Linked DNA regions of Sus scrofa: all the other regions are linked to region 1. Evidence: chromatin contacts called from public HiChIP or PLAC-seq data. All regions are on one chromosome and are shown on one strand. Each heading gives the region's core, a stretch centred on a gene start, on an enhancer-like site or on the middle of the called end of the contact. The rest is flanking DNA. Distances are from core to core; before and after follow the strand shown.

The links. HiChIP or PLAC-seq counts read pairs in DNA pulled down with a chosen protein or histone mark.
Region 2: a contact with region 1 is called in an H3K27ac HiChIP or PLAC-seq map of skeletal muscle, with 5 times the contacts expected there. The contact joins two enhancer-like sites. A contact is called at or near these places in 1 of 47 Hi-C or Micro-C datasets (heart right ventricle) and 1 of 2 datasets of contacts at active chromatin or transcription factors (skeletal muscle).
Region 3: a contact with region 1 is called in an H3K27ac HiChIP or PLAC-seq map of skeletal muscle, with 5 times the contacts expected there. The contact joins two enhancer-like sites. A contact is called at or near these places in 6 of 47 Hi-C or Micro-C datasets (embryonic fibroblasts, heart right ventricle, omental adipose tissue and 1 more) and 1 of 2 datasets of contacts at active chromatin or transcription factors (skeletal muscle).

What each region holds. Positions count from the first base shown.
Region 1 is chr6:27,036,437-27,039,136 of Sscrofa11.1, reverse strand. No RefSeq gene overlaps it. Among named protein-coding and RNA genes, the nearest start is that of CDH5, 71 kb to the left of the region's middle. Within about 2 kb of position 1,281, at least 27 of the 83 cell types and tissues checked have an H3K27ac peak or open chromatin away from gene starts, as enhancers often do. A contact at or near this core is called in omental adipose tissue and skeletal muscle, where this site is marked.
Region 2 is chr6:26,641,150-26,643,849 of Sscrofa11.1, reverse strand. All of the region lies in intron 2 of LOC102162742 (a long non-coding RNA gene), which reads left to right. Among named protein-coding and RNA genes, the nearest start is that of CDH5, 470 kb to the left of the region's middle. Within about 2 kb of position 1,264, at least 8 of the 83 cell types and tissues checked have an H3K27ac peak or open chromatin away from gene starts, as enhancers often do.
Region 3 is chr6:26,574,623-26,577,322 of Sscrofa11.1, reverse strand. The region is part of intron 7 of LOC102162742 (a long non-coding RNA gene); the gene reads left to right. Among named protein-coding and RNA genes, the nearest start is that of CDH5, 530 kb to the left of the region's middle. Within about 2 kb of position 1,357, at least 9 of the 83 cell types and tissues checked have an H3K27ac peak or open chromatin away from gene starts, as enhancers often do. A contact at or near this core is called in omental adipose tissue and skeletal muscle, where this site is marked.

The sequences.
Region 1 (2,700 bases), core at 32-2,531:
TGGGGGTGGGGGTGGGGTGGGGCGGGGAGGTGTGCAGGGACCTGGGTGGGTTTATAACAGATTGACCGGAAAGCTTGGAGGAAAAAGCTCGGAAAGGTACTCAGTTCTCCTGTGCTGGAGGCCAGACAAAGGAATCAGGCAGCCAGTGAGGATTCTGCTCTTGCATGTGTGGCACACGTTGGACACAGGTAAGGGAGGGCCACAGCTGAAAGTGAGGGCACAGCGAGTCCCTGTGCTGGAGGCATTGATGGAGCTTGGAGAAATCATTCTGACAGGCACATGCTCCATGCTTAGTTCTTCCCTGAAGCTGCTTTCCTTCTCCTGCCTTGTGGACCACCCATAGGCCAGCAGATGGACAGAGGCCTGGGTGGGTGGTGGGTGGGGAGAGAACTCCCACTCCCTCCCCATGGCTCCATCTAGCTGCTCTAAGCCTTGGCCTGGGCAGTTCACTCATGCTCATGGCCTGTCCCCCGATACCAGGGAACTTGAAATAAGATGCCCTGGACCCTCCACAAAATAGGGGCTCCAGCACTCCAGGACCGCCCTGTCTTAGACGAGAATTTTCTTTTTCCCACCACACCCCATTCCTTTTTTATGCCCTTTCCTCTTTCGGAATCAAGACTGCGTAGATTAACATCCTACCTTCCCCTCTAACTGTGTGACTTTGGGCAAGTTCCTAAGCCTCTCTGCGCCTCAGCGACCTCATTCATATGCAGATAACAGTAGGCCTATGTGGGAATCTTACCTGGAAATTGCTTAGAAGAGCCCCTGGCACTGAGGAAGGAAGTGCCCCTTAGCTATTATTAGGATGGCCAGGGTGGGAAGTGGGTTCTGCCTTTAGGACCTTAAACTCAGCACAGTAAAAGGGAGCTTTCAGACACCCTCCGCTGCCTGAGTTTAAAGTGAGGTCGGGTGAGGACGGGGGTCACACGAATGTGAGATTCTGCATTTAGGCATCACTGTTTGGGAGAAGAGCTAAGATCTCAAGGAGAGAATGCCCATTCTCTTTGGAGGGGGGGTGTATGTGACAGCAACGGGTCCATGCGGTCCGCTTTTAAATACGTAGACGGGGGGAATTTTGCCTGGGGCCTGAGGGCAGCCGTTTTGGTGCTGGCGGGGTCAGGTGGGGTACCGGGAAGCCCCGGCTGGCAACGGCGGCGACCTTCGCCCCTATGGCCGCCAGGTGGTGCTGTGGCCACGCGGCCGCCCGCCCGCCTCCCCGCCCGGCCCGGCCCCGCCCCGCTCAGCCCAGCGAGCCGCGCCTCCCGGCGGTGCTGCGGCCGCGCCCCCCGCGAGCAGCCCGCCAACGCTGCGCGGTCTCGGCTCCGCACCAGCCCCTTACTCCAGTCTCCGCTGCCCTCGCGGCGGTCACCGCGGGGAGCCGCCCGGCCCTGCGGAAGGTGGGACGCGCTGAGGCCTACCGCCCTTCCCGCCTCAGTTTGCTCGCCCGCGAAGCGGCGCTGCGCGCTCCCCTGGCGGCCACGCCTCCGGCCCACGCCTTCTGGTTTCGGGTTCTTATGGGTCACCGGCCCTGGAACGAGGTACCCAACAGATCCGGGTCCCTTCGTTTGTCCGGTCCGAGCTAGCGACTCCTCCTTCCTCCCTGCAGTCTCCCTCCTTCCCTTCTCCTTTCTCTCTTGCTATGGGTTCAGCAGAAGACTCTGCATTTGATTCTGGGTCTTTTCTCTCCGGAGGAGATGCCCACCCTGTGGCACTGGAGCGTCCATCCTGCCGCCCCCTGACCCTCCCCCTGGACACCCTCACAGGCACCTTTGATCTGATGCGTCCGGAAGTGAATTCATCACCCCCTCGCCCCAACCCCAGCCTGCTTTTTCTCCAGTGGCCCTTTCAGCCCCACCACCCCAAGAGGGGACAAAACCGTAGGGCCGAATGGCAGCCAGCAGCCAGATGAAGCCCACCTACCGGCTGCATCGGGGTGTGTGTGTGTGTGTTGCGGGGGAGTTAAATGGGAGTGTTCAGAGACCCAGGCCACACACTGACTGAAGCTGGCCCTCCCTGGGGCCCCCTGACTGTGCCTTTGGATGAAGTGCCCCCAGGATGCTGAACTTGGAGAGAACTGCCACTGGAAGGTCTCCGAGGCCACAGAGTATGGACCTCTGAAATCTGAGACGGGTGTGTAAATGTGCTATTGAGGTGTTCGGCTAAAGTACATACTGGCCCATTATAGTGTAAGAAGATCTAAATGTGAGCCTGTTAGGTGTGAGTCTCTGTGGACCCTGGGTAGGTGGTGTAGGGGTTCAGGGCCACGTGGGATGCTCCGAGGAGCAGGAAAAGGGGGGGCTTTGAGGAGGAAGGCAGGGGGGTCTGGAGCAAGGGGGGCTTCACGTTTTTAGAGCTAGGAGGAGCCTTTTATCCCCAGCTCCCCTTACTCTATTATTGGTCCAGACGCTGGCCCAGAGGGAGACAGTGAGTGAGGGCAGGCAGCCTTCCTAGAGGCAGTAGGGAGCTATAGAAAGTTCTAGAGCACTCTCCAGGATGAGAAGGTCATTTCTCCAACTAGAGGGGAGGGTCTGCAGGCCTCTCTCTGTCATCCAAGTCCTGGGCCTGGAGCCGATTCCTCTCCAGGGAATAGGGAAAGACCCTGGAGCCATGGCTAGTCTCTTTCAGGGACTGTGGACACAGATTCAAATGTGATGTCCCTTTATTGCTCCTCTGCGGAGAGGAGGTAGAGGGACCTCC
Region 2 (2,700 bases), core at 15-2,514, 400 kb after region 1:
TCCTTTGCAACCAAAACAGTGGGTCTGATCTTCTGAGTTCTGAGAAGTCAATCAGTACATGAACGCAGAGAGAAAAGAGATCTAATTGTAGAGTTGGGTCTTTCTAATAAAAATGTATCATCTGAATTGAGTTAGCCTGTAACTCTAAAAGCGTTCCAGGTTTTGAAAATTTAGGATAAAAAAGGAAAAACAGGACTCATATTTTTTATATTTATTCTACATTGAAGTAATATTTGGGTATATTGGGTTAAATAGGCTATAGTAATATTAATGTCACCTCTTTCTTTTTACTTTAAAAAAATGTAACAACCAGAAAATTTAAAGTTACAAACACAGCTCACATGGTGTTTCTGTTGGAGAATGCTTCTCCAGGTGCTGCCGTGCCCACACCAGGAGGGACAGCCCAGCCCAGCCCGGCTCTCCCCTCTGTGAAGGTCTGGCAAATGGGCCTGAAGGTCAAGGCTTCCTGACACCCTAGTAGCTAGTTACAAGTGGACATAAGATGTTAGAGGCACAGTCCCCGAGTGCGACAGCTCAGCCCTCACCTTGCAAAGGAGAAAATGTTTTCTTGATCAGATGCGCCCGTGTTTCTTTCCACCTTGTTCATCATCATGTGTCCCTCTAGTGATGCAGAAACTCTTGTCCTAACTTTGTAAATCACATGCATGGCGAATGTGAGATCTCCAGCCTAAAGTCACACAGTGTAGACAGGATCCAACCCTAGATCAAGGGCAAATCCTCTCCTCCAATGTCATTTTCAGACCCTGGGTAGTACTGCTTTCTGGGAGCTCGCCCCTTAGCGTGGTGGCCCTTTCACCTTTCTCAGGTGGGAGACTAAGACCCAGAAAGAGACAGAGACTTTGTCGAGGGTCCTGCTGCCAACTGTCTTCAGCAGCAGCAGCAGTAGCAGCAGCAGCAGCCTCCTTCCAGATAGATTTCCAGGGAAAGAAAGAGTCTGTACCCTCTGGAGCTGGGGGAAATGGGCCTCTCTTCTCCTGACCCATTAATGTGGGACAAGAATCCAAGGTTTGTTGGGCACGGGCTTGAACCAGGAAAAATGCTGACAAGCTGATAGTGGCCTGGTTGAGAGTGAATGTCCCCTTCCCTCCCCCGCCCCCTGGCTACTGACCCCTTCCAGGGGCTACACTGCCTCTGGCTTTCCTGCCTCCAGGGACACTGGCAGCTGCAGATGCTGCAGGCTGGGTGGGGATGGCACTGGCTCTGGGTGACGCATGCAGGCACCAGCCGCTGCTGATCTCACCCAGGATTCGGGGCTGGGAGCCAGGCAGGCGGAGATAAGGCTCACCCTGGTGACAGGACCTCCCACACGCTGTTTATAAGCACAGCTCCTGCCATCTGGGCCCTGTCCCCATGCCTGGCCTCCGTCCTGGGAAGCCAAGCTGTGTCACACACACGCAACTCTGCACTTTGATGCATCCCAGGCCTGAGTGTTTAGGTAGAGATGCGAGATGGAGCAAAGGCTCAGCCCTGTCGTGGGCCCTGAAAACCCAGCCCCAGGGAGGACCATCCGTAGGCAGCTCCACAACAGGCGCCTCAGAACCTAATCCTAGGGAGCTTATTGGAGACCGTACCCGAGGCTTGGTGATGAGGTGCCTGGCTCCCCAGCTCTGCCACCCCCTGCCCTGGGGGTGTGACAGCAGCTCAGGAACTGGATGGGCTGCTCCCTTGCTCCCCTGTGTCCCCTGTAGTCATGGCTCTCCATTGATTGACAGCATCTCATATCCCTAAAAATTACATTCTTTATCTGAAAAGAAACACCCTGGAATGTTAGCAACAGTAAATGTCTTTGGGTGCTGGGTCTGTGGATGATTTTTCTATCTCTAATTTCCTTTTCTTTACTCTGAACACTTTCTTCATGGAGCCTATATTACTTTAGAACAATAATATTTGAACAAAGTTGTTTTTTTTTTTTTTTTTTTTTCCCCTGCCCAGAAGGCAAGATATGACTTCCATGGAGCAGATTGTCTCCTTGGAGCGAAGATGACTGTTTCTGAATTTGCCCCAGGCCCACCCACATCCCCACATGCTTCATCCTCTTTTTTGCCTCATCCCTGTTTCCTCTTTCTCAGGGGGAAAAAAAAGTGCCGTTCTCTTGAAGCTGGGGGCTTTATATACCTCATTTCATCATCAGAAATAAAGCCAGACGTGAGAAGGAAATGCCATGGAGGAGGAGAGCTCTTTGATGCTGGGTCCAGAGTTTCCCGCATCCTTGCTCCGTGCTTGTTCCACAGCTACAATCGCTTTCATCTCACACTGTTACACCGTTCCTCCATTCCCGGCACAACCTCGGAGCATCCACTGGACATTTCCATGACTGTTGTCTGTCCTCCCCTCCTACAGATTGTATTAGGATTCTCATTTATACAATAACTCAAGCTGGGAATTTAAACCTCTGAGGTCATCTTTTTCTTTCTCCATTTAGTCCAGTGATCTGAGGAGCAACTGACCCCCTTCTTTATATTTGTTGGTTTATCAAAAATGTTTGAAAGTGTCATATGCACAGTCACCCAGCCCCATGGTTCTTATGAGTGGCTAATGAGGAGTACACGCTGCTGCTATTTTGTGTAGCTTTACTATCACGTTATGCCCTGGATGATCAGTGGTCTCTTTGCTACTGGAAATAGAGTCATTAGTGTCTTTACAGCTAAGGAGATTAGAGAGCCATTTGCATAAACCCCA
Region 3 (2,700 bases), core at 108-2,607, 460 kb after region 1:
TGGTGTAGGTTGCAGATGCAGCTCGGATCCTGCGTTGCTGTGGCTGTGGCATAGGCCAGCAGCTGTAGCTCCAATTTGACCCCTAGCCTGGGAACCTCCATGTGTGCTGTGGGTGCAGCCCCCCAAAAACCAAAAAAACCAAAAAAAAAAAAAGGAAAAGAAAAGGGAAGGAACTAGGCCTTGGTTTCCCAGCCGGGACGGGGGTCAGAGCCCCTGGGCTCCGTTTGTCAGGCCCCATGGAAGTTCTGAGCTGTGGGTGCCCTATGCTGGCCTTGGGTGAATGGTGGGGCCAATTCTAAAATGAAGAGCCAGATCAGACGACTCAGTGTTCAAGGTCAAGGCCAAGCAACCGTGAGCTGAGGGCTGGGCAGTCCACCCTCTGCAGCCATCTGAGGGGGCAGTGGTCCAAAGCCCAGAGCCCTGGAGTCCCCTCTGCTCCCTACATCCTTCCTTCTTCTTCCTGCCTCCACCTCCCAGCACACCCGACACAGGACTCAGAACACCAGAGGGGAGCATCACCATCTAAGCACCTGAGTGGTACTCAGTACATAGGCAGCTCTTCATGGCCCAGCTGTTCATGGAGCTGGATGACCTGGTGGTCCAGGCCCCTGGGAGGGCTGGGCTGGGCTGGGCCTGCACAAGAGCCCAGCACTGCCTGCCTTTCTCAGACCAGCCTTCATAACTGGGGTCATTTGCCCTGCCCTTGTTTTTCTCCTAGTCCATGTCTGCCTCCTCCAACATGTTTTCTTCGGTTTATTTGTCCCTTGGTTCCGTTTTTTTTTTTTTTTTTTTTTTTTTTTGCTTTTTAGGACCATACGCAAGGCACAAGGAAGTTCTCAGGCTAGGGGGTCAAATCCGAGCTACAGCCGCTGGCCTACACCATAGTCACAGCAACACCAGATCTTTAACCTATTGAGTGAGGCCAGAGATCAAACCTGTGTCCTCATGGATCCTAGTCGGATTCAGTTCCACCAGGCCACAGGGGAACTCCTCCATTGCTTTTGAATGTCTCTTTCCAACTCCGTTCATTTCCTTTTCGATCTGCCCTACTCTCTTTTTCCTCTCTTGCCACATCCTTCTCTTCCTTGGATCTCTCTCTCTCTCTGTTGCCATCCCTGGCCCCTGCCCTCGCAGGTTCTCCCTTTGCAGAGCTCAGCCGGCTTCACACAGAGCCCAGCTCCTTCCCAGCTCAGCCCCATCTCACCCGGGAGCTCTGTGTCCTGAGCCCTGATGGAGAGGCTCCCCCTCTGGCCTTGTCCCCAACCCCTCCTTCTGTGAGGTCCTCTCTCAGCCTGGAGATGTTGATGAAGGGCCCCCTTCACTGCAGACGGGGGCCTGGTGCTCTGAAGAGTGGATGGGGCTAAAGGGGCAGGAAGCCAAGATGTGAGGGCTCAGCCCTGGCTCTGCTCCCCAACCCTTCTCTGTCTGCAGGGCTCCCCTTCCAGAGACACCACTTGCCCTCACTCACCACTCCCACAATGCATGCAGGGTGTCCGGGACTGGGCTGTCTGCAGAGTGGGTCCTCAGTAGATGCCACCCCCATGTCCCCAGCCATCTTCCTGCTGTATTCCAGGGGCAGCCCTTTACCTCTCTGGTCTAAGACCATTCAGAAACTCCACATTCAGTAAGCAGTCACTGAGCACCTCCTGTGTGCCTGATACTGTGCTAGGTGCTGTCCTAACCCCTGTAGAGCAGGGAACAAGCTGGGCCCTTCTCATCGAGGGGCTCATGTTCCATGAAGAGATGCTCTCACAAGCTAAGACAGAGGATGTATTAAGTTTTTCTGGTAAAGATGAGGGTGGTTGTGGCAGGGACTAGAAATTTCCAGGTGGAAGGACAGCCGCTGTGAAAGCTTGGAGGGCAAAGAGAGCATCTCTCCCCTCTCTTGTTCCCCAGGAGAATGCACCCTCATCCTGCAGGATGCAGCCCAGCCTGGCCCTCCCTCCCCCGAGTTCCTATGGCACCTCTGCCTTCCTCCAGGAAAGCCTGGTCTCTACCTGCCGACAGGTGTATCTCTGAAATTCCAGAGCCTGGCTCCACACCTGGATAATCAATCTCCATCAGTGCTGTTGAGTTCTATACATGAATGGATGGAAGGGTAATGAACTTAAAAAAACTTCCTGTTGTGGCTCAGTGGTTAGCGAACCTACTAGCATCCACGAGGATGTGGGTTTGACCCCCGGCCTTGCTCAGTGGGTTAAGGATCCTGTGTTGCCGTGAGCTGTGGTACAAGTCACAGACAAGGCTTGGATCCCAAGTTGCTGTGGCTGGGGTATAGGCCGGCAACTATAGCTCCGATTGGAACCCTAGCCTGGGAACCTCCATATGCCATGGGTGTGGCCCTAAAAAACAAAAAAAAAAAAAAAAAAAAAAAAAAAAGGCGTTCCAGGCAGAGGCCTGGCCTGAACTCCAAGGCTGCCAAAGCTTACTCTGCCTGCGCAGGCTCCCTCAAAAAGCCCCAGTGTCCTGGGGATTTTGCAAAGGCTGATCCATCATTATCTCAGGCTGCCAAGAACTCCTTTTTCTCAGGAAATCAAACTAACCCCCAAATATTGGGTGTGTTTGTGTGTGTTTCCTGCAAGCTGAGGCTTGGCTTTCGAGAAGTAATCAATTCCAATTGATTGGCAAAATCTGACTTGCCTTCTCTCGGCCAACTTTGGATGGTAAAGTTCATTAAAAGCGGGCCTCTGGCAAGCCGAC